4 separate regions of the Mus musculus genome follow, and regions 2, 3 and 4 are each linked to region 1. Evidence: chromatin contacts called from public promoter capture Hi-C data. All regions are on one chromosome and are shown on one strand. Each heading gives the region's core, a stretch centred on a gene start, on an enhancer-like site or on the middle of the called end of the contact. The rest is flanking DNA. Distances are from core to core; before and after follow the strand shown.

Region 1 (3,346 bases), core at 500-2,999:
TTTCTGTTTTAATCCCAGGTGTGGGATATGGGGCTGCTTAAGACCGTCTGCAGCAGCTGACTATGATTTGCCTCGTGCTCTAATAGAGGCATGGCTTTGCCAGCTGCAGATAGTTTCTGCAACTGTTTGGACTTCTGGGAACTTTCCAGAGGGTATATAAGTGCTGGAGCCCCAATAGGTAGGGTTGGTTACTGTTTCTTAGTAGTCATTCTCAAAGAAGGAACAAAAGGGAAGAAATTAGGTTCAGAAATCTCTCTCCCTCTCTCTCCTCTACCCTTCTTTCTCTCCTACCTCGTGATAGGGAGTGAAACTGGGGTAGGGGGATAAAGTGTGGGAGAAAGAAGAACCCATAAAGTAGCAAAAACCAGCTACAGAAACCAATACTTTATCTTTCACAATTTGTTTTTAAGGATTCAAGAAAACTTATGTCAGGCTGGAGAGATAGTTTGGTGGTTTATAAAGCATTGACTGCTCTTCCAGAGGTCCTGAGTTCAACTCCCAGCAACCACACGGTGGCTCACAACCATCTGTAGTGGGATTCAATGCCCTCTTCTGGTGTGTCCAAAGACAGCTACAGTGTACTCATATACATAAAGTGAATAAATAATTAAAAAGAAGAAGAAAGCTTACATCTGGGAAGCATTGGAATCAAGTGATGCCTTTGACTTAACAGAAACACAGGCCAGAAGAAGGGTTTGGTTTATTTGCCCTAGTCCCACAGTATGATCCCTATTATTTTTGCCCCTCACATAACACACATAACTCTACTGAAATTGCCTTTCCCCTTTCCTGTATGCCAGAGGTACAGTAAAGAAACTGCTCACTTGGCCACGCCATTAGAAGAAGGTATTTGGTTTTTTGTTTGATTGACTCTGGTCTCAACTATCTAAGTGCTACCACAATTTTAGGCTTATGACACCATGCCCAACTTTTTAAAAAATAGATTTATTTTAGAGTTATGCATATACTTGTGTGGAATGTATGGGCATAAGTGTGTGATGGTAAGCACCTCTCTCTCTAAGCAGAGGCCAGAGGGGCCTTTGGGTGATCTCCTCTACAATGTCATCTACTCCTTTAAGATTGAGTTTCTCCCTGGATCTGTGGCTCCCCTTTTGCCTTTTGTTAGCTAAGCTGCAAGCCAGCAAGCCCTCAGGTCTCAGCTGGAGCTGGGGTTGAAGATCTGTTCTCTTTCCTGGAGTGATGATAGCCAAATCAAACTCCCAGTCCTTATGATACCCAATAAGCACTCCACCGAAACAGCTCTTGTTTGGTTTTTGAGACAAGGTTTCACTTTATAGCTCAAACTGGTTTGGAATTATGTAGCTCAGGCTTGCCTTCAGCAAATGACTATCTGCCTACCTCATTCTCCCACCCCAGTGGGATGACAGTAATTGACACTAGACCAGCAATTTGGCCTTTTAATTCTTTACTGGTTGTCCCATTTTCTTTTCCTGTTACGATTTTTCTTTTTTTTCTGAAGTAAGTAAAAAGGGGAAAGGAAGGAAGTAAAAAGAAGGAAAAGAATCACCATTTGCCTATCAATGTAAAATCCTTCTACTAGATGCCCAAAGGCATCAGGCCCTTATCAAATATGGCCGCCCAGGCCTCGCCTGCCGACGCTTGCCCACGGTCAACATGGTGACAGCGTGTGGCGTCGACTTCCGTTGCCCTCAGCCTACCAACGCACCCTTCGCGACGGGGCGGCGAGTTTCCACAACGGCGGCGGGCTGAGCGCATGCGTGGCGGCTGTGGCGGCGGCGGCGGCGGCCGTGGCGGGGCAGCGGGGCAGCGGGGCAGCGGGGTGGCGGGGAGTCTCTGCCCGCAGTTGCTAAGCTGCGGCGGCCGTGTCGTGATGGTGTAGCGGGGCCTGCGGGCGGGCGAGGAGGCCGGCACGGCCCACGCCTCCTGAGCGGCTCGGTGCAGCGGCGGCACGCTGAGGGGGCGTCGCCGCCGCTGGCCCCCGGCGCCCCGGGAGGCCGCGCCCGCCATGGCGGCCCGGGTGGTGCTGGATGAGTTCACGGCGCCCGCGGAGAAGGCGGCGCTGCTGGAGCGGAGCCGCGGGCGCATCGAGGCTCTGTTCGGGGTGGGCTTGGCCGTGCTCGGCGCCCTCGGGGCGGAGGAGCCGCTGCCCGCGCGTATCTGGCTGCAACTCCGCGGCGCGCAGGAGGCGGTGCACAGCGCCAAGGTGAGTCCGGCCTGGCTCGCACGGGCCGCGCGCGGGGCGCTCGGAGCGGGTCCGTCCTGGGAGCCTCGGGGTCCCTGTTTGTAAAGGGCGCTGCGAAAGCATCTCCCTGACTGGTCCCTCGCGAAGTGCGCAGAACGCAGAGCCATCAGGCCCCGGAGCACGCGCGCTGAGCGGGCTCGCGCTCCCTCCGTCCGCTGGTCCCTTGGATGTGCGCAAGGCTCGATGCTCCTGGTTGGTCTTCACCCTCCAGGCCGCCACTCCAGGGCTTCTAAACCCTTTGGGAATCTTAGGCCTGAACCTCTAGGAAATCAGGAAGGGAACGCATGTAATGACCAGACGCTTCAGAGGTAGAATATTTGGTAGCTGCGTTAAAAATATTATTCCTGTAGTGTTGGTGTTCTACGATTAAATGATGGTTGTTACACTTCTGACATTCCGCCGAGTACCACAAAAGGAATACGCAGGCTTTAAAAATCCGGCGAATACGTTTTGATAGGGCTTGTTCCTTCTATTAAATGAACAACTGGAGAAACTGAAACTAAGCGGTGACTCACCTTGTGTATAATCAGTATTTCAGATTCAGCACCGCCATCAGCCCCTCCCCCTTGTCAGAAAACAGCAAAATTTGACCGCGGAGGCGCTTATGCCTCTAAAATCTCATTGAGTCAGTGAAATAGCCAGGTTAGTCGACAGGTTGCCAGGAGAACGGGCAATTTAATTGCTTCTATGCAAGAGAGTCCTCCAAGCCGTGGGTGGGAGAAGGCTGAAGGTGTATTGTATAGCATCTTAAGCTCCCGGGGAGGAGTAGGAAGTTGAGGAATAAGGTATTGTTTCCTCTTTGGTGTTTCGAGGGTCAGATCTGGGAACTTAGGAGAATGCCCCTCTCTGCCCCTCTTGGTTTGAAGTCACCAATGTCTTAAAGCCCCCTGTTTGGAGCTTCCTGAACATCTTCTACCCACCTTTTCCCAAACTCTTCCACCTATCAGGCACCAGAATTTGTTTCTAGAAACCACATGGGCGATGTTTTGTTTTTGTTTTTTTAAAGATTTATTTATTTATGTATGTGAGTACACTGTAGCTGTCTTCAGACACACCAGATGAAGTTGTCAGATGCCTTTATAGATGGTTGTGAGCCACCATATGGGTGCTGGGAATTGAACT
Region 2 (3,346 bases), core at 404-2,903, 2.2 Mb after region 1:
AGGTAAAGGGACGTGCCGCCAACACTGAGTACACGGGTAGTTTCCCCAGGAAGACGGGAAGAAAGAACAGCCCAAGAACTGAGTACTTTGTCCTCTACATATGTGAGTGCAGGAGGGTTTCGAAGATGTTTTTCCGTAACTCCACAGGGTGCGAATCTCACTCCACCCGGACTCATCCCGCATGACGGTGCCGCAGCGTGTGAGAGCATGAGAGAAGGAAACATCGAGTTCTCTCCGGGACGCCGTGCAGACTGTCCAAAGAACTGTAGCACCAAACAGACTCGAACGACCCGAGACAACACTTAGTTAGGCTCCTGAGGGCTGGATTGGAGGGGCGTGCTCGCCGATGGAAGGGGCCCCGCCCCGGAAGCCCTCTCCTCGGGCTAAGACCGGCTGCCCTTGTTCTTATATGGGCATCCGGAAGTGGTTCGCGGCGCCAACCTACGTCATTACATCCAAATTTAGCCAGGGAAGTCGGCCGGCTGCAGTGGCGGGAAGTCTGCCCGCTGGCAGGGGGTGTTTCTTAAAGGGCCTGCACAGCAAATGAAAGGGGTTATTTGAATTTTTCTCCCTTCTGCAACTAGAAGCAAGTTTTTCTTGGGAAGTGATGCAAAGTGGAACCGACTTCTTTTTTTCTTTTCTTTGTTACTGTGTGTGTGTGTGTGTGTGTGTGTGTGTGTGTGTGTGTGTGTGTGTGTGTGTGTGTGTGTGTGTGTGAGACATCGTATAGAAGTCTGTTCTCTTGTACGGCGTGGGACCGGTGGGACCGGGAATCGAACTGAGTTCGTTAGGCTTGGCAACAAGTGGCTCCACCCACTGTGCCATCTCGACCCAGATATCTGTCTTTCTTGGAGTAATTCCGTTCACGAGGGCATGAAGGCAGAAAACTGCTCTATTGACAAGGGAAGATCGCAGGCCCTATGGACATTGGGACTTCCATGCCACTGGGTTGCGGAAAACTGGGAGATCTTTAACGCTGAAAGTAAAGAGCAGTCGTGAGGTGGTGGATATCTGTGGTTACGGGGTACAGTGTCCGTGCCCACTTTCCACCCATGTCCAGAAAGGTGGAGATAGAAGGGCTGCAGGCTTTAGTTGATCCTTTCGCCATAGTATAATCATATAATCATTCGTTTAGTAAATATTGGTCAGGTGGCTGCCTATTTCTCACCTGGAAAACTGTATCTTCTATGGAGTGGAGGTGAGAGATCAGAGACATTGAATAAAAAGAGAAAGTTCAACACTGTAGTAACTGGCGTGTAGTAACTGCTTAATAAGTAGCAGCGTTTTTACTGTTCAAAAAATATTAATTAGCAGGCTGGTAGGCAAGATGAACGGTGCCCTCGGGGAATGTACCCCGGTCCCGGGTTTTCCCCACTGCAGTCAGATTACCGCCCACTATCCGTCTCGTTGGTGGGCCTCATCCTCTGGCCCGTTGGTGACTCTGAGAACCCAGAACCTAGTGTCTTAAGGTGCAGTGGGGAAGTTCTTCCTTGCAGTAGTTAAGTCCTTTTTCCTTCGAGGCGTAAATTTATCCCTATTGCTTTAAGGACTCGCTAGCCACTGTGGAAAGCCCGGATGAGGCCCTCTGGTTGGGCGTGGTGTTGCAGTGACGTCACTCTCAGTATATTAAAAGGCTCCGGCTTGCTGCCCTCGCCCGAACGTCTAGCAGAGTACCTGCTGCTGTAAGCTTGTCGTCTGGGCTGCACCGCCCGTCTTAACCCATTCTCGACTTAACTACTCTCGTCGAACAAGCATGGAAGTACAGAAAGAAGCGCAGCGCATCATGACTCTGTCGGTATGGAAGATGTACCACTCTCGCATGCAGCGAGGTGGCTTGCGACTCCACCGGAGTCTGCAGCTGTCCCTCGTTATGCGCAGCGCTCGAGAGGTCTACCTCTCAGCCAAGGTAGAAGCCCACCAGCCCGAGTTCCCGCCATCCCGCAGGGCTCTTGACCCTCGCCTGCACCCGCCGCGGGAAGCCGAAGTTGCAGTGGAAGTAGCGTCCCCCGAAGCCGTGCAGCCTCCGGAGCCCATGGATACGCAAGAGGAAGTGCTGCGAGTCCAGGAGACCCCTGCGCTCTGTGACCCGCCCCCCGCTAGAGTCAGCCGCAAGCGCCGGAGCAGCAGCGATTTGAGCGACGGTAGTGATGCCGGACTGGTACCAAGCAAGAAGGCCCGTCTAGAAGAGGTGGAGGGGGAGGCGACGTCGGAGGTTCCCGATCGCCTGCAGCTTCCTCCGGCACAAAGCGAAGGTGCCTTCCCTAACCTCGCCCGCGTCCTCCAAAGGCGCTTCTCCAGTCTCCTGAACTGTGGACCCGCCGTGCCCCCGCCGACGCCCCCCACGTGCGAGGCCAAGCCAGCCTGCCGCCCGGCCGACAATATGCTCAACGTGCTGGTGCGAGCTGTGGTGGCCTTCTGAGAGCTCTGGTGGCTTCTTTCGAGCGGCGCCACCGGAGCGGAGAACGCACACCCGAGGCGAAGGCCGGCGGGGGCCGTGAAGAAGAGCCGCGGCCCGAGCTGCCGAGAGGCCAGGGGAAGGACTGAGGAGCGAGGGGCGCGGGCGCCTTCTCCCAGACGTGCGTCCATAGGTGCTATTAAAGGACTGTCCCTTCCTTGGCTTGGAGAAGGGACACCTAGATCTTGAATCTCAGGGTCGAACTCTCTAGGGGCCAGGCTGCCCTTTCAAGGCCGTTTCACTACCATTCGCGTTTCGGCCCCTACAAGTGGGCACGCTTGTGCAAGCGGTCAGAGTTGCGTCATGGGACAGACGCGGGTGCTTCCTGTTGCCTTGCGTGGGTGTGGGGCCTGGGAGGAGGCCAGGGTGTGGACCCGCCCTAGGGACTGGGAAGTGACTTGAGTCACCTCGCCCCCACAGGCTGCTGTGGGTGAGCCTGAACTGAACCAATCAAATCTGCGATCAGAGTTGAAGTGGCTGGAGACCCCGGGACTGGTCAACCTAGATGATCGCCTGGCGTGGACCACCGCGGGACGGGTGGGCCGCTGGTCGTAGTTGCTGCCGTAGACACAGCTTCTTCGGGCAGGAAAGAAAATTTTTTTTTTACCAGCGTGTTTAAGAAAGTCTGTTTACTTTTCCCACGGTGGGTTGTTTAATTAGCAACTACCTGGAGTTTTACAATGTCAGCTAGGAAAATAAAGACCATCGGTGTAAAACGCGCGGCTTGTCTGGCTTGCTTCCCTGGTGGGGGAGGGGTGGGGTTAAGGGGTCAGCCGCTCCCTAAGCCTCCGGAACTGGTTTGACTGGGTGCGGAGCCAGAGGGAGGCCGGGCCCCATTTCTTTGCCACAAGTTTACCTGCTTAAGCTAGCCCTGTAATTTGGGAGTGCCTT
Region 3 (3,346 bases), core at 227-2,726, 2.2 Mb after region 1:
GTCACGGTGCATGCTTCTCGCATTAGGGCCTGGGAGCCGCCATGTTGGCAAAGAGGGCGGGCCAATCACATGACAATAACTGACCAATTAGAGACATTACCTACAGTGGGCGACCAGGGTCAAGACTCTTCTAGGGAAGGAAGTGCGCAGGCTACACTACACCAGTGATTCTTAATAATACAACTCTTCTACAAGGGAGTTTCACTAGTTTAATTCAGGGCAAAAAGCGGAGGCACTCTGCACCTTTAGATGTCTTCTGTGTGCACCTTGTAGGTTAACTCAGGCTCTAGAATAGTATTCACTGTCTTTGAATCTCAGTCCCACCACGTACTCTGGGCAAGTTAATTAAAATGTAAGGCTCCTATTTCCCTTACCTGTTAAATAGGAATCTTAGCTGTCAAGGGCAAAGATTAAATAACCGAATGCCTGGGAAGTGTGCAAAGGAGCCACTCAGACTGAGTGTTGGCCTAATGTATGCATCAGGAAAATATGGAGATCCGGGATGTGAGAGTTATCTTAGCTTGCCTTGCTATATGTTATCTGTTAATTGGGGGTAGAGGGCACTCTTAATCCAGGTTGTCCTGGAGTTATATAGCCCAGGGCAGATTAGAGTTTCCTGCCTCAGTCTCTCATATGGTGAGATTTCAGGCATTTCTACCAGGCCCAACGGTACTTATTTTGTTTCAAAATTTTATTTTTTTGTTATTTTTGTGTATGTGTGCAGTTGTGTGTAAGTCCTCAAAGAGCAAAAAGGTGATAGTTTCTAGAACTGTAGCCATCTGACATGACTGCTGGGAACTGAACTCTATTCAACAAGAGCAGTACACACTCTTAATTTTTTTGAGACAGGGTTTCTCTGTGTAGCCCTGGCTGTCCTGGAACTCACTCTGTAGACCAGGCTGGCCTCGAACTCAGAAATCCTGCCTCTGCCTTCCAAGTGCTGGGATTAAAGGTGTGTGCCACCATTGCCCGGCCAGTAGACACTCTTAATCCAGTCCGCACTCTTCTGTTCTTGACTCTGCTACCCATCCAAAAAGTAGTCAGGCCTCTCTAACATTAGTTATAAGACGTATAATTATCTGAGTTAGTGCAAAATGCTAACAGAACTTCACATCGCATAAGCATCCTGAGTTTTCACTTTATTAACCTCTTGAACCTAAGTTTAAATCTTCGTATTCACTTTCCTGTGATCTTGATAGTTTACTCAGCTCAGCTCCATGAAACCTCATTTCCACAAAGAGCCTAAACTGTTCCTGGAACAACAGTTGTTCTCATTTTACAAGAAACTGAAGCTCCAAGATACAGAGCAACCTGTCCCGCAGTCACTCAACTTAGCCCGTCTACAGAACCGAGACCCGGGAGGAAAGAGGAGCTGGTGAGAACCGAAGCGCTCGAAGCGCGGCTAAGCTTGCCTAAGGGGCGGGGCCGAGGCAGTTTTCCTCCCTGCCGGCAGCGCCGTGCGCTTCCTCGGCGCTCGGCTGGGGCGGCCTGGCCCACAATGAATGGCCGCCGCGGCTACCACTGCTGCTGAGGCGGAGGCCGCGGAGGCCGCAGAGGCGGAGGCCGAGGCCGAGGCGCAGGGAGGCGCGCCCCGGGCCCAGGCCCGGCCCCAGCTGCCGCTGCGGAGCCCGCCGGGAGGCCCCGGAGCGCGGCCACAGCGCAGGTGAGATGGCCCGCCCCAGGCCCAATTCCGGCCTCCTCCCGCCCGGGGCGGCCCGAGGACATCAGAGGTTCCGGCGGAGGGCCGAGAGGCGAGGCCTCCGGGCGCCCTGCTGCGAACCAGAAGCCGAGCCCGCGGCGCTGACAGCGGCGGGAGGGCAAGAGTGAGATGGCCGAATCTCAGCTGGCGGCCTACAGCGTCCAGCCCGCGGGCCCGGCCCGCAGGGCTTGAAGGCCGCTCGGGGGAGGCGCGGGTCGCGGGATCCTTGAAGTCTCAGGGCCGGAGGGGGTAATCGCGTGGAGCCGGCAGGCGAGGCTGGAGGGGGGAGGGGAGGCCTCGGGCTGGCGGGGGGTGGGAGGGCGGAGGGCTGCGCCGCCCGAGGGAAAAGGCCTGGAGGGGTGCGGGAGGGCCGGAGCTTGCAGGTAGAGGGCGCTGGGGAAGGGGGTGGGCGGGTCAGGTTACAGGCCTTGGGGGGAGGTGAGGAAAAGCCCGGGAAGTTAGACTTGGGGGGGGGTGGGCGGAGCTTGCTCGAGTGGGGGCGGATTGGAGAGAGCCCTAAGATATTTGCAGGGGGTCGCACGAGGTCAGAGACTAGAGATGTGCGGGTAAACTCCGACGGGAGGGCATCAGGTAAGGCTGGGCGTGTTGGGAGTTTGCAGGCGGCCCAGGGCCTATGGTTTAGGATGTGGGGAGCAGGTTAGGAAAACCTGGTGTGAGCTAAGGGATCTGCCCCCCCCACACACACACATCTCCGTATGTTTGCTTAGGGTCAGAACCGGGGGGGGGGGGTTCCTCTTTCCCACGCCTCTTCTCTGACACCTTGGCCAACTGCTAACAAGGACAGGCCAGCGGCTGGATGGGAGTTAGCGTGGGCTGCACCGGATACCTAGTTCAAACATCTTGTTTTCGGTGTGTATGGCCCCTACTCAACCCACCGCCCTACCCCACCCACTATGGAGGCAGCCCAGCAGACATTACCTGATTATTCTAGAGTCCTGAAATCGTTCTCAGCCTTCTGGCGCCGGAACCTGGGGGCTCCAGTCTAGAAGATGAGCCCTCACAGCGTTGCAATACGCCCTAGCTTTCCAGGCCCAACCTGCTGCCTGGGCCTGAATTCTGTCTCCTCCTGGGAGATAAAATATTCTGTCGCCTCCTGGGATGGTGACTGCCTGAAGCTCTGTTGTGTCTTTGAGACAAAACAGGTACCTACACATCCTGACTTGTGCCTGGGGGAGGGAGAAGGAGGGCTCCTGGTCCCAGGGCCTTCCCTCCCTCCTTGGTGCCCCTTCTAGGGCAGGTTGTATGCTAAGCGTGGAACCAGCTAGTTCATTGATTACTCGCCACCGCTGGGTCTTTGGCTTTCTCTTTTCAGAGAAAGAAGCTGGGGTTCGGGGCGGGGCTTGTCCCTGGTCATATGACTAGACTGTGGCCTATGCCTATTAAGTCAAGTTCGCCCTCCTTGGGTATCAGCAGAGAAATTCCTGCTGTTCCAATTCCCTGTTGGAGTCTTCTTGGACCTGGCCTTTCCTGGGCTCTCTAGACCGGCTCAGTCAATCCCCTTGCAGTAGTTCCAAGGAACTGTGTGTGGGCTTCTTCATCCTGCTCATACCTTCTCTCCCATCCCGCATCTGGGAGTCAGGGGCACGGGGCTCATGAAAGTGCTGGTTCTGCTGCAGGAAGTGGTTG
Region 4 (3,346 bases), core at 592-3,091, 2.0 Mb after region 1:
TCCCCCATTACCCCCCCCCCTTTTTTTTTTTACTGGTGTTTGTCTTTAATTCTCCTTCAGCCCTCATCTGGTTTCTCATTTTTGAATCAACATCTTTTCCTTCTGTCCCTCCCTTTCTCCATCTTTTGGTCACTACCCTCCAACTCTAGGAACAGGGGTGTAGAGGAGAAGCCCTAGGCTTGAGATTTCATCTGCTCTCCTTCCTGCATCTCAGAGGAGGGCAGGAGAAGGGGGTGGTGTTTTCCCTCCCCCCGCACTGAGGAAGAATGGGGCTCTTCTCATCCCCTTTCTCCCTTGCCCCCAGGACTGGGCCACTTGTGGGGCAGCCAGTTCTAGCACAGCTCACACTGAGAGTGTAAGAACTACAAACAAAATTTCTATTAAATTAAGTTTTGTGTCTTCCCTATTGTGTCTCCTTCTCTGGGAGGATGTACATCAGGAGCTAAAAGCAGCCTTTCTCAGGTGCGGGTGACGTATGTTTCAGCTACTGGAGTTTGCAGAGTCTCAGAAATGTCATTTATATGTATCCCATAGTCTCTAAATGGGAGAGTAGCCATCAGGTCTTGATCCTAAACTCATAGACGTGTAAGTTTTGATTCTAGCACAGACCTCATTGACAGACTGACTAGAATTTAGTGAATTCAAATATTAGCCATCTTGGTTAAAAGTGGGATGGATCTGTTGGACTGACACCTAGGAAAGCTGAGCAAAGTTCACAGTAGTGGGGTGCATGCTGGTAGATAATAGTCAAAGGGACTGACTGAGCTCAGGGACAGTGATCTACTTTCCCCAAGGGCCCATGGTTCTAGGACTGAGCTGATAAAGATAGATTCCAGGATTGGGTTATGTAGTTCAGTTGGACACTTAGCTAGCATGGCCTGGGTTCCATCCCCACCACAAGGAAAAGAAGAGACTCATTGTTGAGTCTCAAGGCTGCCTTTTATACTCTAGTGTAGTAGGTTGAAGAATGGGCAGGAGGAAGCCTGTGTTCTTCACAAGAAAGTTGTGATCTAGCTTTCAATTCTGGAGTCTAGACTCAAGTGAAGGGAGGGAGGCAGGCCTTGGTTAATTGCCTGATCATTGGTGTGGATAGAAACACTGGGCAAAGCAAGCATCTAAGAGGATGGTGATGTTAGTTCTGTTTGAGAGTCCCTTAAATCACCCTGATGAACTGCCCTATCCTGAGTCTGACATTTTCATTACTTTTTGGTATGTGAGGGTGGTCTAAAGCTTCATGAATACTACCCCTTCCCCCCACGAAAAATGTAGGTACCTTAAGAGTTGGTGTAAGTAAGGAAAATTTATGGAGGGGAGAATTACATATTTAATATAAAAGAACCTTGAAAATGTTTGGATGAATAGGTAGGTCATTGCAGGATTACAAAGATGTGGGGAACTCATGAACTAGAAGTGTAAATTTATTCCAAAAATTAAGATGGTCCTTGAAAATGGGGTCACATAGTTGCCCTCCTCTACATTGATTGATGGTAACTTCTAGGCAGTCCTCTGCTAAGATTCCTTTTATTTTGACCAGATCCAAATTGGGTCACTTGAAATAGGCAGAATGTATGAAAAATAACTTAGGAGCAGAAATCTACAACAAACACCTTAAAAACTTTAAAAGTCCTTAGGAGCCATTTTGTGGGTATAATGACATCACTGTTAGCAGAAATGATGTCACCAAGACAGCGGAATGCTGGTGCACACAGCAAAAGCTCACAAAGCTAAGATTGCGCATGTCTAAGGTAAGGTGCAGCCGCGCATGCTCTAGAGGTCGAGGAGGGTGTCACCGGCGCTGACGATCGGCGGGCGCTGCACACTTGCCCCGGAAGTGCTTGGCGCGGCGCGGCTGGGCGCTAAGATGGCGGCGGCGTGAGTTGCATGTAGTACGAGGATCCCGGGGCTGCCGCATTGCTCCGGCCCCGCCATGGCCGTCACCATCACCCTTAAAACGTTGCAGCAGCAGACCTTCAAGATCCGCATGGAACCTGACGAGACGGTGCGGGCCGGAGCCCGGGGGCGGGAGCGACCGGGTGCCGGGGTGGGTGGGGGCAGGGATGCCGGGATCCAACGGGAGGGGCGGAGAGGACGCCGTGGCCAGGCCCTGCCCTCCCCCAGCAGCCCGACCTCCTCGGATCCCCCCGATCGGCCCTGCCCTGCCCCGGCGGCTCGGGCGCTGTTCCCGGGCCAGTCCCTGGGAGTTCCCAGGTCTGGCTCCCGTGTCAGCTGCGGGCTCCGCGTTCCCAGCCTGCAAGCTGCTCAGGTGGCACAGTTTGCCCTCAGTGCCAACGAGGTGCCGACTGGTGACTACAATGATGATAATAATAAATGGTCTTAATCTTAATAGTTTTGGTGGTCCGTCTTTGTTGGCCGTTTATTCTTTACCAGTTTATTCTTTACCAGAGTATTAGTGTCATCTTGCTGAGTCTGCAAAACAGTGTTGTCGTTTGGGGACTCCTGACTTTCCCCTTTTGACAACCACGGAGTTAAGGAACTTTGCCACGGTCACAGCCAATAATGACAGTGACAAGATTTTTTTTTTTCTCCATTTCACATAACAGCAGCCTAAACATGCTGTATGAACTTTTGTTTGGTTTTGCTTTTTGAGAGTGGAGTCTAGTCTTGTTCTTCTGGGCTCATGTGAACCTTCTTTACTTAACCTCCAAGTAACTGATATTGCTGTCTTGGGCCACCTCCCCTAAACCTTCTCAAAACATAGGTTGAAGCCATTGGTGTACCCTCAGTGAAGTCTAAGCTTGGTAGTCATGTTCATAATCTCTGAGCAGAGATTACCTGGAGTTCTAGGCCAGCCTGGGCTATGATGTTTTAGGCAAGCCTGGAGTTGAGTACAGAATAAAATCCTGTTCCAAAAATGGAGGGAAGAAAGATGACCTCAGTAAGTACAGAAAAGTTACTGTTTGAGGCCAGCGATGGATACACCGTTTCATTTTCTTATTACTGTTTCCCCTCCTAACCACATCCCATTGGAAATACAAGTTTGCTTTTCTTCTCACATCAGTGTCTTCTTCATGAGAACACTGACTTGTGTTTGTTCTGTTCCACAGGCCTCTGTAAAACAAGTTGTAAAACAGGTTGGGGATGGAGCTTTTGAATATACAAGGCCTGAGCTAGGGGTCTGTCCCCAAACCACCACTACCATTACACACACACACATATACACACACGGTGAACAGTTCCCGTGTCTGGCATGTAATAGACTGCTGTCAGCTCGATAGATTGAATAGGAATCTCATAGGATTGAAAGCAAAGCTTTTTCTCTAAACAAAAGGGAAGAAGAAGGGAACCTAAGGGTTCGTGATGGTCATTGTATTCTATTTGAAATGGT

The links. Promoter capture Hi-C pulls out the DNA fragments that hold promoters and counts their contacts.
Region 2: a promoter capture Hi-C map of neutrophils shows a contact between it and region 1, with 4 times the contacts expected there. The contact joins the promoter of Ier2 here to the promoter of N4bp1 in region 1.
Region 3: a promoter capture Hi-C map of neutrophils shows a contact between it and region 1, with 2.6 times the contacts expected there. The contact joins the promoter of Nacc1 here to the promoter of N4bp1 in region 1. A contact is called at or near these places in 2 of 39 promoter capture datasets (neutrophils and pre-B cells).
Region 4: a contact with region 1 is called in a promoter capture Hi-C map of pre-B cells, with 3 times the contacts expected there. The contact joins the promoter of Rad23a here to the promoter of N4bp1 in region 1. A contact is called at or near these places in 2 of 39 promoter capture datasets (neutrophils and pre-B cells) and 1 of 484 Hi-C or Micro-C datasets (B cells).

What each region holds. Positions count from the first base shown.
Region 1 is chr8:86,883,661-86,887,006 of GRCm38.p6, reverse strand. N4bp1 (NEDD4 binding protein 1) reads left to right here and starts at 1,749. Exons shown (of 7, transcript NM_030563.2): 1 at 1,749-2,185. The coding sequence starts at 1,988.
Region 2 is chr8:84,661,159-84,664,504 of GRCm38.p6, reverse strand. Ier2 (immediate early response 2) reads left to right here and starts at 1,653. Exons shown (of 1, transcript NM_010499.4): 1 at 1,653-3,174. The coding sequence starts at 1,754. The coding sequence ends at 2,419.
Region 3 is chr8:84,685,992-84,689,337 of GRCm38.p6, reverse strand. Nacc1 (nucleus accumbens associated 1, BEN and BTB (POZ) domain containing) reads left to right here and starts at 1,476. Exons shown (of 6, transcript NM_025788.3): 1 at 1,476-1,663. It overlaps Trmt1 (tRNA methyltransferase 1), which reads right to left and starts at 91. Exons shown (of 17, transcript NM_001164559.1): 1 at 1-91.
Region 4 is chr8:84,839,147-84,842,492 of GRCm38.p6, reverse strand. It overlaps Rad23a (RAD23 homolog A, nucleotide excision repair protein), which reads left to right and starts at 1,841. Exons shown (of 9, transcript NM_001297606.2): 1 at 1,841-1,999. The coding sequence starts at 1,928. Calr (calreticulin) reads left to right here. Exons shown (of 9, transcript NM_007591.3): 9 at 1-405.